Regions from separate parts of the Mus musculus genome. Here all the other regions are linked to region 1. Evidence: chromatin contacts called from public Hi-C and HiChIP or PLAC-seq data. All regions are on one chromosome and are shown on one strand. The core of a region is the stretch at or near the end of the contact, and the rest is flanking DNA. Distances in the headings are between cores, read along the strand shown.

Region 1 (4,490 bases), core at 1,246-3,745:
TCGCCAGCCAGCTTGGCGGGTGTAGACAGCACAGTAACAGTAGCAGCACTAGAAGGCGGGTGGAGTCATTTCCCCCTCCCTGCTCATACCCCTACCCCTTCACTTGAACCCTCCCGCCAGGCCAAGGCAAACGCCTCCACAGATAGGGTCTCCGCAGATAGGTTAGGGTGGGGGGTTGGAGGAGGGTCATCCAAGGAAATCCTGAGAAGAGAGTCTCTTGTCTTCAGCTCCTGCCTCGAAATGTGACCAGAAGCCCAGACTAATATGAGTGAGTACTCAGCCTCAGGCTTAAACCTGCATGGCTGTGAACCAAGTATATCTCTTTTTAGTTTGTAAATGGTTTCTTTTAAGTGTGCTTGGTAATGACTCGAGAATGCCGAGTAAGGGTCTGAGTAGGAATGAGGAAGGATCAGGGTTAACAGCAGGCAAGGCTGATGGGAAACTCTTTCCCTTCAGCCCAAGCTGCTTTCCTGAGCCTGAGTAAGGTCTCCTGCTTTCCTGAGCCTTGCTTTCCTTTTCAAACACCTCCCTCCCAGCTTGAGTTAATCCGAAAGTAACAACAATGGAAGTAAGGCTTCCATTTGCAGTATTCAGCCATCTTGTCTCATGCCCTAAAGCATTCAGAGAAAAGCCAGCTCTAGGTTTGGTGCAGCGTCGGTCCATCAGGGACCCAGAACATATCCATCTTCTTGCTACCCTGTCATCACAAGATGGCTGTCACACTGCTCCACCATATGTTAAGGCAGGGAGAAAGGAAGCAAGGAAAAAGCCAACATAACCTCCCCCACTCCTTAATCCAGGGAGGAGGTTTTCTTAAAATTCTCCCTAGTAGACTCAGCAGCATAGTTCAAGATACTTAGCCAGCAGCCTGGTGTGGACCCTGGATAATCAGGACAGCTCATACACTAGTTGCATCATGGAGAGAAGTCTTAGAGCCGCTCCTCTGGTCTGATGTCACCTTGTATGTGGTGGATTGTAGGAAGCTGGAGGGGAGCCAGCAGAGGGGGAGGGCAGTGTTTGTCACTGGACACAAACGTGTTTTGGAGTTGTTACAACGAGTGTGCCACTGTAGTGTGTTCTAGCTCTGCATCAGCCCCCACTTCTGTCTCTATTCTACAGGCTTTGAGCAAAATGGTGTATGCCACCCTCAAAATATGAGGAATAGCTGAAGAAACCTGTATTCTGCATCTTCATCTGCCAACCTCTGGAGACCACTGACCTATAAACTCCATAAACTCCGGCTTTCCCAGACTGTCCCATGCTGGACTCATGAGCACCTTGACACAAGTCTTTGGGCTTCACTCTGTGGGGAGCCGCACTCACATTTGCCATTATAAGATGGCGCTGACAGCTGTGTTCTAAGTAGTAAATAATCTGCACATGTGCAGGGGCAGTTTTCCCGCCATGTGCTCTGCCTTTTTTGTGATGACAACTGGGCCAATGGGCTGCAGCCAATCAGGGAGCGACACGTCCTAGGCGGAGGATAATTCTCCTTAAAAGGGACGGGGTTCTGGCACTCTTTCTCTTCGCCTCTTCGTCTCTTCGTTTCTTCTTCTCTTCATCTCTTCGCCTCTTCGTCTTTTCCTCTGCTCTCTTCCTCTGCTCTCTGCCTCTCTCCCTCTCTGCCCCTCTCTCTGCCTCTCTCTCTGCGTCTCTCTGTGTCTCTCTCTCTCTCTCTTCCTCTCTGCCTCTCTCTGCCGCGCTCTTCCTCTCTTGCTCCTGAGTAAGCAATAAAGCTTTGCCGCAGAAGATTCTGGTTTGTTGCGTCTTTCCTGGCCGGTTGCGAACGCGTGTAAGATCACTCCTCTAGCAACATTCAGCTAATGGAACATCCCCATGTTTTGTGTAGCTCCTCTGAGCTCAGCACAAAATGGAGAATTCCCTTTTTCTAGCAGGGCTTCCACTTCTCTGACTACCCCCCCATCCTCTACCTGAGGAAGGTAATGGGGTCCTTGGCAAACCTACAAATTCCTCTCCCTACACCCCATAAGAACCTGCCCAGCAAATACCTGGGATTCCTGGAGAGCTTTTCCACACAAAAGAGGCGTTCCCAGTTCACTGAGCTCCAGCCAGTCATCAACATTCACCCTGAAAACTCCTCTCCACTCTCCAAAGTTCATATACAGCCCTTGTCCACCCAAATAAAGTAAGTGAGCACCAGCTATTTCACTGAAGACCATCTAAGAGCCACTTCATTGGGAGTCATCTAAAAGAGCTGTAAGACTAAAATCGCCAGAGAAGGCCTTCCTTGGTGAAGCCCTCCACCCCATGCCCACATGTGAGTTCAGCTGGACTGAGAGCCAGTCCCAACCTGTTCCAGACTCCACTTCATCCTTCAAGCCTGGTGCCTGGACACCCTGAGGGAGGAAACAGAGGACAGAGAAGCACTTCTGGCACCCAACGCGGCCCACAGCTGGAGGAAGCTAACATACACCTGGGAGGATGCTGGTACTTGATGGGCTGGGCTATGTCACAAGAGGGTGTGGTACAGACCTTTGATGGGCTGGGCTATGTCACAAGGGAGTGTGGTACAAATGCTTGCCATATAATGCTTTGCTATTGCTCTCCTGGTTGGGTCACCAATCTTTAGACACTTAAATTGTCTAAATGTAAAGAGAATTAATGTCACTACAGGCTGCTAAAGAGCAGAAGTTACTGTTGGCATGACCTGGCAATAGCCAGGTATGCCTGGCTCACTCTAAAAGGGTCTGCATGTCTCTTCCTCGCTGTCTGATCCTCTTTCTTACTACCTGCCCCTTCTCCCGCTCCCCCCTTCCTCTCCCCATGTGTTCCTGGCCTGCTTCTCCCTCTCCTCTCCCCACCTCCCGCCTTTCTCTGCCTCCCACCTTCCCCATGCCCTAAATAAACTCCATACCATGCCTCAGGGGGAGGGGATGCCTCAGCGGGGGCCTGTGGAGGCAGCCCTTCCACCTCACCCACCATACAGCGCCTCTACCAACACGGGTGCTGTGCCTGGGATTTAGAAACTCACAGGTTGCATGAGCTCATATTTCCGTGCTGCCACATGGACTTTGCAGCCATGGGATGGATCTCTTGCTAGACCTCTCCACCCAAGCACTGGAGAATTGGTAAAGCTCCCTACTCTCACTGGTCAGCATAAACGCCCTCTGGTCCCAAGGGAGGGCTGTTGAGCTTGCAGCCACCCCGTGGTGTCCTGGTCTTCTTACTGATGCTTCGTTCTCGGACCTCTACCCCTGGGTGAGTGCTCTCTCTGTCTCTGTCTCTCTTTCTCTGACGGTTTTTCTCTTGGCTTCTCTTGCACACTGCTGAAAAAATCCTACGCTTAGGCAAACCATCCTCCCTCAGGCTCTGAGCCCCACACACAGCTCGTGCACTGGTCCCGCAGCTCAGCTGCTAGTTCACTGCGTGGCTGGTGATCTGTTTTGGCTGCCTCTGTTTCTAGCTATCACATTTGTACTAGAGACACCGGGGAACGGGGAAGTCACTTGCTCCTATTCTCACCCAGAAGGGAATATCTTTGCTAGCACGTCTCCTGGTTAAAATTTGGCCCCTATACCCATCAAAGAATAACTCTAAATGGCCGTTTACTGGAACTTTAATAGCAAACTTTTACAACTCTCTAGCTAGCGATCTGTAGACCATTCCCTACCCCACGTTTTCTTGCTGCTTGCTCTCCACTCCCGGTTCCCTGCTCCCCTGATTCTGCCGCCACCACGTACTTTCCATCCGCCCCTCACTCTCTGTTCAGGGCGGTGCTGCCTGACAATCCTGAGCTCTCCACATTCCCCCTTGCTGTCTCCCTCCCTGTTTGACCTGACTCCACAGCAGCCAGTTGACTAGAGCTCTGGCAGCAAGGACACAGCTGCAGCTACGGCCCCCCAGCCCCGCCTACTCAACCCTGCCACCCAGTGCTCTGTGGCACGGCGTGATCTCTCGCGCGCGCCCCACCGCCCTGAGTGCCTGGAGCACACTTGCTCTCCAACCTGAGCAGAGTTGCTAGAAGACAGAACGCTGCTTCAGGCGCTGCTCTCTACTCTTGACCCCCATGCTGATATTCTGCTCTGCCAAGCCACAGGCACACTCCCGTAGCCATCGCTTGCCGCCAAGCCACGCCCCTCACGCTGCACTGCTTAGATTCATCAGTATGTTTGTCTTTGTAATGCTTCTGTTGTTCCATTCTAAGTCACACAGGCACATTCCTACAGCTCCATTCTAGGGGATAACAGTGACTTTTAGCGCCATCTTAACTAGGGGAAGTTCTGTGACTGTCTTTGTTGTAGGCAGATAAGGTTTTGCTATGCTATTGCTTCAGTGCCATCTTAGATGAGGGCAGTCATGTGGCTGGTTGTAGCTTCAGTGCCATATTTGTTACAGGCAGTCCCCAGTTCGCTGCCTTTAGGAGTGCAGCTTGCCAAAGTCACTTAGCAATTAAGATACAGTTTTCCCGTCTATCCTGCTTTGGTAAATAATGATTTCTAAACATTTAAAAGTTAAAGACCACTGCCTTA
Region 2 (4,266 bases), core at 601-3,100, 330 kb after region 1:
AGTGGTTAAGGGAACTAGCTGTTCTTCCAGAGGACCTGGGTTCAATTCCTGGCACCCACATGGCAGCTCTCAACTCTCTGTAACTCCAGTGCCAGGGGATCTGATTCCCTCATACAGACATACATGCAGACAAAACACCAATCACATAAAATAAGAATAAATAAATCATTTTAACAAGAAAGAGAACCAAGTCTGCTATGAGATATGTCATGCATCCTCTCTGTGCTGTCTCACATCCTCCCTGTCTTGCATCCTCTCTGTCATGTCTTGCATCCTCTGTTTTACACTGCATCCACTTGGCTCTTCTTTTCTGGCTCTTCTGCCTTCTGGGGAGAGAGTACAGCACCTGTGGTGGTTTGAATATGCTTGACCCATGGGAAGTGGCACTATTAGGAGATGTGGCTTGTTGGAATAGGTGTGGCCTTTTTGGAGGAAGTATGTCACTGCATAGGCCTCGGCTTTGAGGTCTCTTAGTGCTCAAGCTCCACCCAGCGAGAGTCCTCCTAGCTGCCTTCGGATCAAGATGTTCTCCTCTCCTTCCAGCACTGTGTCTGCCTGGACACTGCCATGTTTCCTGCCATGATGATAATGGACTGAACCTCTGAACCTGTAAGCCAGCTCTGATTAAATGTTGTCCTTTGTAAGAGTTGTCTTGGTCATGGTGTCTGTTCACAGCAATGCAACCCTAGCTAAGACTGCAGCCCTGTAGGACTCCCCAGAGTCTGTGGGGCTCCCACCACTGCCCCATTGCAGGTCTGCTCTTGCTTTTATCATCTGTATTTCCTGAGAGGGGCCATGGGCATTCCTCAGTCTTCACTTCACTTCACCACCTGCCAAGGCAGAGAGCTGCTGGTTTTAAGAAAAGATGAAAATGTTGGGTTCACACTGAGTTGCCATGAGAAACATCTGCTTTCATCAAAGTAGAAGGTAAGAGAACATTCTTAATCTGTTTCAAATTATTCAGTTATGAAAGTGGAGTCAATTGAAGGTTTGCTAACTGGCCAATCAGAGATCACAGTTTTGAGCAAACCTCCCCCAGTGCATACTCCACGGGATCGCTCTCCTGAGAATGTTAGTAGGAGTGAACACCATGTTGGACATAATCCTTTGTTAATGGAGTGTAGGGCAAGGAGGGTTACACACAGTTTCTATCGCTGGGCCTATCAGAGCCTGCAAACCTGTGTTGCAGACCTCTCAGGGCATGGGATAATTTCTAAGTTGATGTTCAAGCTCCCAGATTCATATCCTTCTAAACACTCTCTGAAAAACAGATAGAAATCCCAGGGAGGTGAAACTACACTTCCTAATTATTCTAGAAAGACAATTGTGGAAGTAATTCTCTGGAAAATGCCAGAGAATTCCCTCATTCTGTGGTCATATGTGAGGATTTTAAGAGGCAGAGGACTGCAGGCTTTGGAGAAAAAGTGGCATTTATTCAGTGTTCTCTGGCCTGACCACCTGTCATAGGTGTACATAACATGTGTCCTAAAGAGAGCAGGTCATGGCCTGGCATGCTAGCAGTATTGTTATCCAGTTTTCGCTCCCGAGCAGCTATGTCCCCAATCCCACCCTCGTTACCTCCCTAGCACCCCTTCCTGTACCTCCTTCTGCCCAGCAGCAGCACAGAGTGCCTGGCCTGCCTTACACAATGTGTTCACTTAGTGGCCCACCCGTTGTTAGTGACATAAGAGTGTGGCATTGTCCTATAGCCTGCTCCATCACAGCCTTGGATGGGTGGGCATCCCAAGACTTCCCTTTCCCTCCTCCCGACTTCCTCCTGCAGACCCTGCAGAGCCTGTGGGCAGGTCTGCTGGGCTCCCCACACCCACTTCTGTCCTGTTGCCTTAGCAACGAGACTGAGAAAGTTGGGTTTCCTGGTATCCAAGGTTACAGCATTCAGCCAGCTGCTACATGCTACCAATACATATGGATCCAGTTGGTGAATCGGAGGTTTTAATTGTATACAGGCGGCATGCCTGATCTGGGTCCACACATGAGACTTTTATTAGTAACCAGAGCCCAGAGTGTAAAAAAGAGCATTGGGTTTCCTTTTCCATGTTTTGTGGTCCTCCTGGAATCAATGGGAACAGCTCCCCTCCCTCCCCAGGATCAGGGAAATAGGCTGTGAATGCAGGGGAGAGAGTGGTAGAGATGGGGGAACAGATGTGTGGGTTTGTCTACTTAGATGGATTTGCACAGTAAGAGGAGGCTTCTCTATATCTTAGAGTTACAAACCTGGGTGGCCCTTTCTGGGTCGGCTCTCAGCACGGCTTAGTCACACGTGCTCATTAGGCCATGAGTGTAAAATCACACAGGTGTCTCATGCCATCCTACCAAAACCTGAGGAACAGAAAGATGTTAAGGGGCCAAAGTGAGAGACGGAGGACTCTGGGCAGCCATCCTGTGGAACATGATCCTGCTCCAGGCAAGTGACCTCTTACTGGAAGGAAGTTTTATGTCTTCCTTGTGTTTGCTCAGAGAAATTAAAATGCCATTAGCTTCAAACCAGTTTTCAATGAAAGGTTCGAGGTTATTATGACAACATTTTCCAAGCTAAAACAACTGGTCCGATCAGAGACTCTGAAATACAAAGAGAGACAAAGCCGTAAGTCCATGTGCTTTCCCATTGATTACACTGATCCATGCAGTGCTGGGCAGTGAATGGGGGCTTGGATTGGACATGCCACGCTGCAGTTTTGGGAGTAGAGGACAGCTTGCTTGCTGGTGCCAGCTCTTGCTTTCCACAGTCTGGTGGCAAGTGCCTTTACTCTGAGCCATTCTGATGCCCTCCTCCAGACGTCCCCTGCTAAGAAATCAATTTGACGACTTTATATAAAATAAATGTAAAACAACCTCTCACCCAGCCATGTGTTCAATCAGTTGTCATCAGCAGGAAAAATACTAATGGAACCCACATTCTCCCAGGAGGTTCAGCATGTGAGCAAGGGACACCAAGGGGTAGATACCATGTGAGGGATCCCATGGGGGTAGATTCCCGCTTTTATTCACATGCTCTTTTCTTTCAAAAACTCAAATGATATTTTTACTAATCTTTTTGTGAGTATTGATACCAATGTTAATAGAAATTTCTGAGTATTGATACCAATGTTAATAGAAATTGACCATGAAACCAGACTTCTAAGAAACATACAGAATGAATATTAAGAGATCTAATTATTAAGCTCAGATTAGTAAATTCGTAAAGTCATACAGTTCCTACTTCAAAAAGTGTGATCTTTGATTTGTGAGTCATGATCCATTAAAATTTATTTATTTATTTATTTAATGTGTATGTGTATTTTCCCTGTCTAAATGGCTAAGCACCATGTGTGCAGTTCCCTGAGCGGCCAGAAGACGGCGGCAGATCACCTGGAACTTGAGCTCTCTCATGATGGCTGACATCTGTCCCCAACTTCTGTTTCAGGCTTTTTTCTGGCCTTCAAGAGTACTCGGCATGCATGAAGGTGCTGGGAACTAATTCTGGGGTCCTCTGGAAGAACTGCAATGGTACTTAACCACTGAGCCACCTCTCCAGACCCTATGATCTATTTTCTAAAGGAAATTTTATCCCACTTTCCAGGATTTAATAAGCATTTGGGTCTGCAGAAGCTGGAATTTTAAAGAATGAGACTGAATTCTTTGCACTACATCTTAAAGACATGTGATATCAGTGTGCCAAGAGCTTTGTTTTAGGGGAATCAGAAGTGGCAAATATTAGTAGTAATTTAAGTTGCTCTGAAAATTTGGGCAGCATGGCACCTGTACCATCCTGTAGGCTTTTAAGTTAATAAAATTTAATTGTGCAATTTGCTTCTTTATATCGCTTATAAAGTTATAAGTGCAAATACAAGAACACCTTCCTGTTACTCAAATTGTCGTGTTGTGGAGACAGCTGATCATCAGATAATATCCAGTACTTTTACGTTCCTTTTTTTTTTTTTAACAACAGCAACAAAATTAAGAACACATTCCACCCCACTTTGTTTTTTTTTTTTTTTAAAGATTTATTTATTTATTATATGTAAATACACTGTAGCTGTCTTCAGACACACCAGAAGAGGGAGTCAGATCTTGTTACGGATGGTTGTGAGCCACCATGTGGTTGCTGGGATTTGAACTCTGGACCTTCGGAAGAACAGTCGGGTGCTCTTACCCACTGAGCCATCTCACCAGCCCTCCACCCCACTTTGTTTAAAGGAAAACTAGATGTAGCTGTGCACATCTGTAATGCTGGCCCTTGGGGTTTGGGGGCAGGAAAAGTAGGGG
Region 3 (4,782 bases), core at 332-2,831, 350 kb after region 1:
ATTTTCTCAGCTGCTTTCTGGCAACGAACTGCGCATAGGACTCTTGGGGCCCTTGTATAATCTTGGTTAGGGGCATAGTTAGCGCCCTTGCTGCAGGGACAGCGCGCCAAGCTCTCAGGGCCGCTTGTGCTGTCTGGGCGAGGACAACAGGGGAGAGCCCTAATTGTTTTATGTCTGTAGCGAAATTGCCTTAACCACAGATTTTGTCAGCAGTTCAGGAGGCTGTCTTCCACAAACTCTGACTTTCAAGTTAAATATTGGCCTCTAGTGAGGACAGACTGAATAACTTTATTCCATTCATTGGGTATCAAGTAGCCTTCTGCTAAACCTTCTAATAGAGATACTGTGCGCCGGCAGCTTAGTTTTGCTTTTGTGAGATGGCGATTGGGAGCTTTCTAAAAAATCTTCAGTAAGGGCTAGGAGGCAAGCACCTTTTCCGCCCTTTTCTGCCTGCTCAAGGAGATCTCTGATGATTCCCCAATAACTAAAAAAGGACTCATGGACATCTTCTCCTTGTTTTATTAAACTATCGATTTCTTTGTCTACTTTATTCTAAGTTTCAGAACCATTTAATACCAGCCATGGACATTTCTTGTCCACAAAACAAAAATATATTATTAAATTCCCCCCTTTTTTAAAAACTCTTATCCCTCCCTCCTTAAGAGAACCCTTTATCTCTTCACTAAATGCCCCATGGTTAATGGGACAACAACTGAATGCCTAGGCTTACCTCCCGACGTCCGTACTCAACACTCGAGTGAAGTGTCAGTGGACTGTCCCACTGTTTCTCTGCGCGGTACCTCTTTAATCCTTAATCCGTTGTCCGGAGGGCAGTCGTACCTCGTGCCCCACGTTGGGCGCCACTTGACCCGTCCAGCAGGTCCAGTTATTCGAGGATCTCGAGGGGACCTCCTCCTAATAACCAAATGGGGGGTAGAGAGAGACGAGGGTCTTGTACGAATAACGACACGGAAACCGTTCTGAAGTTGTATCAAGACCCCAATGTACTGAGAAAGGTCCAAGGTTTAAATGCACAAGCAAAGGGGGAAGTACAGATACTTATCAGTGGGAGGGGTAGGGCAATACAAGCAAAAGGAGAAGTACTTATGGGAGGGGGGGCAATAGAAATTCTTTCTTTTGACAGCTACACCGGGAAGCAGGAACTTGGTGGTATCAGGGTGTGGTCAGGACAACGGTGATGACCTAGGGCTGGAACCTCCCGTGGTTCTCGGAATCCATGTGTCGGTGGCCCGCTTTTGACCCTCTTTTCTTCTCGGGGGGAGAGGCCCAATTCAGAGATCAGGACAATAGCGTTGCCTTAATGGCTCCCAACAACGTCCCCTGTGTTTTCTTGTCTCAAGGGCAAAATTACTCTCAGCAGAACAGCATCAAATCAAGAACATGGGCATAATGTTATAAGCAAAACCCTACAGTGAAGGTATGGAGGGGAGCTGTGGGCACACCCTGGTCAGACTCTGCCTCTCTGCTCATTCCTTAAATGAACCTCTGACATCTCTGCCCACAAGCAGACCGAAGGCAGTGCAGCCCTGATGTCAGATCTCAGCTGCCTTTCTCGGGTGGGGTGAGTCTGAGATGTGTGTTCTACCCCACCCCACTCCATCTGCATTTCTCTGCACTGCCCAGCTTTCCACCCTCCCCTTCCACTTCCAGAAAAAAAAAAAAAGAAAAAGAAACAAAAAACAAAAAACTACACATTTGAATCCTTTCCCTAGACCTGCTTCTGGGAAGCTCCAAACTCAAACGCCACAGAAAGATAGCCTCAGGCCTTCAGGATTCTTCTACATAAACATTGCCCCAAACTCCGCTGCAGATGATGAAATATTCTAGACCTTTGTTAGAGCTATGACCACATAGATAGCCACTAGGCACAGCTGGCTTCAGAGTGATGCTTTGTAGCTGATATGACTGAAAACCTTCATTTTACACTTTTACTGAATTTTAATGAATTGCTATGTAAGGGTTTGTTATTTGCCGAGAAATGATACTCGAGACTCAAATAGTTTGCAAAAGCAAGGAGCATTTCATTCTGCAGAAGACCAGCATGCGGGGGTCCCTCATTCCAAGATGGAGAGACCCCAAAATGAGCTTGCAGGCCCAATTTAAAGCACAGTAGGGAATTTCCAGGGTAGGTGACCTCTATCTTAATCTGTTGGGTCATCTCTAGGAACATTCCAGAACCATTGCTGGGGGTGGAAACTGTTGCAGAGGAAGTCAGGAAACTGCTGCTGACCCATTGCCCTTGCCTCAGGCCAGGTGGAGGGGCAGCTTCTGGTGGCAGGGCAGTTTCTGACTAGCTGCCTGAAGCCTGTTTTTTTTTTTTTTTTCTTCAGTAACTGACTTGCCTGGGCTTGCCCAGTTCTTAGAAACAGAGATTTAGGCCTAGTCTCCTTAACTGACCATTTAAAGGCTGTCTTGGGATCAACCTATCTCATCCCTCTCTGCTATAGTAGTATTGGTATGTACTGTGTGATTACTGTGTAGCAATACCTACAGACATGTCTTTTGGTTTCTACCCATCCTTGGAGAAGCAGAGCTATTTGATCTATAAAAAATAAAGGCTGGTGGGGTGGGGAGAAGACTGGCTTTGGGCAGTTCTTCTTTCACCTGTTTTTCTAGAAGGAAGCACACAGTTGGAGGAGCATGATTTCCCTTAAGGCAGATGTCCACACCATCGTGAGGGAGGGACTGATAAATGATTGACAGACCTACACTATCCATGAAACTGGTACCACTCAGGATGCCTGTAGGTCCTGTGTTAGACCAAATAAAATGATGCCAATTGTCTTAGTTAGAATTGCTATTGCTGTGATAAAAACCATGGCCAAAAAACCCCCAAGTTTTTGAGGAAAGGGCTTACACTTTCAGCTCACAGCCCATCTCGGGAGGAAGTCAGGACAGGAACTTAAGCAGGGCTAGAACAAGTGGGAATGTGTGACCTTAGAGAACATAAGATGACCACTGAAAGACCTTGCTAGAATAGCATGCTGGGGATCTTCCAGATAGAAAGTTGTGACAAACACTCCCATCCCGGAATGACTCAGCAAAACAAGCTTTACAAGAAAGCAAGGCATGTGCAGATAACCTGATATTTCAGTTCCCTCTTCTGGTGACTAAGACCTCACCTCACCCAGGGCCATCAGTGCTGCTTAGGGAAGGTCATGAAACACCTGCCTCTCCGGAAGGGAGAGGGTAATTATCATTTCTAAAGGGGGAATGAAAAGGTCAGTTTGGGCCAACAATGGGCTTAAACCAACTCCTGTCATTACCAAGGTCTACCCTTAAACTGTATAAAAAGTGTGTGCTTAGAAGATTCAGGGTCACCTCTGCTCCAATTGCAGGACAGCCCTGGCATGCTGGATCAATAAACCTCTTGCTTCTTGCATCAATCTCTGTCTCTGTGTTTCTGTGAGTGGGACATCCCAGATATAAGGCTCTTTGGGTCTTACAAACATAGAGGCAGGAGCTGATGCAGAAGCTACGGAGGGATACTGCTCACTGGGTGTTTCACATAGCTTGCTCAGCCTGCTTTCTTACAGAACCCAGGACCACCAGACCAGGAATAGTACTACCCACCATGGGCTGGACTCTCCCCCATTGATTAATAGTTGAGAAAACACCTTACAGCTGGATGCCATGGAGACATTCCCTCAACTGGACTCCTTCCTCTCTGGGGACTCTGGCTTGTGTCAAGTTGACACACAAAATCAACCAGTACACCAATGCTCTTTTAACAAACTCCTTAAGGACACAGGCTAACGTAATTCCTCTAGTTTCTTGTTTAGCCACATGTTCTTAAGGACATTTCCCATGACCTTGGCTTTAGTAGGTTGTAGGGAGTTAAGAGCAGTGTGCTTTGGAGAATAATAAGCACATTTTCCCAAGAAAGAATGTTTGTGAATGATCATTTGTGATTTGGACAAAGAAATGAAAATCCATTCTGTGAATAGGGTGATATTAGGCTGACCATGTGGAGTGAGGACCCTGACACTGTAGACAATGTCCTGTCCCCTGGTCTCCAGATTATCCTGGCCTGCCATTGATACCCAACTTTTCCTCTCTGTGATTATAAGACTTTAGGTCTGTTGTAGCTTCTACAAAATGGACAGAACAATACTCTTACCTGGTAGCACTGGTGTAGAGGTTAAATAAAGCTATGAGGGGAAGGGGGCAGCACATTGCTTAGTGTTCAGAAGGTACCCAGGGCTGAAGGTGTAGCTCAACCACTAGAGTACTTGCCGAACATGCATGAAGCCCTGGCTTCCATTCAGAGCACTGCATAAATCAAGCACAGTGATGCATGCCTGTAGTTCTATCACTTGGGAGAGGAGTCAGGAGACTCAGATGCTCAAGATCATCCTTGGCTACATAGCCAGCCTGGGATACATGAGAGCCTGTCTCAAAACAGACAGACAGACAGACAGACAGACAGAAGCACCTGGTTAATGCTGATGGGCATCAGACAGGCCCTAGCTCACTCATTTCTTGACTGAGTGAACTTGGCCAACTTGCTTTACATCTGCATCTTCACTTCTTCCCTTTAAAATGGAGAAAATATCCAGCTTTAAGGATCAGAAGGACTAAAGGTTCTCTATAGACAGTATGTGTCCCAAAATAGGCAATAATCTACAAATCTTTATAATGCTCTCTCTCTCTAGAAAGGTATGTGGTAGATATGCCACAGACACCTGACTTGTTATCTTCCCTGTGCTAAAAAGTACTATGAATTTTTGTAAAGTGTTTTGTTGGAGTCCTGCTGTACTA

What was found. Hi-C and Micro-C count contacts between places; a contact is called where the count stands out from the background. HiChIP or PLAC-seq counts read pairs in DNA pulled down with a chosen protein or histone mark.
Region 2: an H3K4me3 HiChIP or PLAC-seq map of embryonic basal ganglia shows a contact between it and region 1, with 3 times the contacts expected there. The contact joins the enhancer-like site here to the promoter of A830021M18Rik in region 1. A contact is called at or near these places in 6 of 115 datasets of contacts at active chromatin or transcription factors (embryonic basal ganglia, embryonic stem cells, forebrain and 2 more) and 1 of 9 other capture datasets (embryonic stem cells).
Region 3: a Hi-C map of the G1E-ER4 cell line shows a contact between it and region 1, with 3 times the contacts expected there. The contact joins the enhancer-like site here to the promoter of A830021M18Rik in region 1. A contact is called at or near these places in 2 of 484 Hi-C or Micro-C datasets (both in the G1E-ER4 cell line) and 6 of 115 datasets of contacts at active chromatin or transcription factors (embryonic stem cells, stem cell-derived neural progenitor cells and trophoblast stem cells).

Annotation. Positions count from the first base shown.
Region 1 is chr15:36,723,750-36,728,239 of GRCm38.p6, forward strand. It overlaps A830021M18Rik (a long non-coding RNA gene), which reads left to right and starts at 2,496. Exons shown (of 3, transcript XR_875150.3): 1 at 2,496-3,219. It overlaps Gm41297 (a long non-coding RNA gene), which reads right to left. Exons shown (of 3, transcript XR_875152.2): 1 at 3,966-4,490.
Region 2 is chr15:37,051,426-37,055,691 of GRCm38.p6, forward strand. No RefSeq gene overlaps it. Among named protein-coding and RNA genes, the nearest start is that of Gm34724, 7.3 kb to the left of the region's middle. Within about 2 kb of position 1,851, at least 57 of the 459 cell types and tissues checked have an H3K27ac peak or open chromatin away from gene starts, as enhancers often do. A contact at or near this core is called in embryonic basal ganglia and forebrain, where this site is marked.
Region 3 is chr15:37,078,935-37,083,716 of GRCm38.p6, forward strand. No RefSeq gene overlaps it. Among named protein-coding and RNA genes, the nearest start is that of Gm34724, 35 kb to the left of the region's middle. Within about 2 kb of position 1,582, at least 14 of the 459 cell types and tissues checked have an H3K27ac peak or open chromatin away from gene starts, as enhancers often do. A contact at or near this core is called in the G1E-ER4 cell line, embryonic stem cells and trophoblast stem cells, where this site is marked.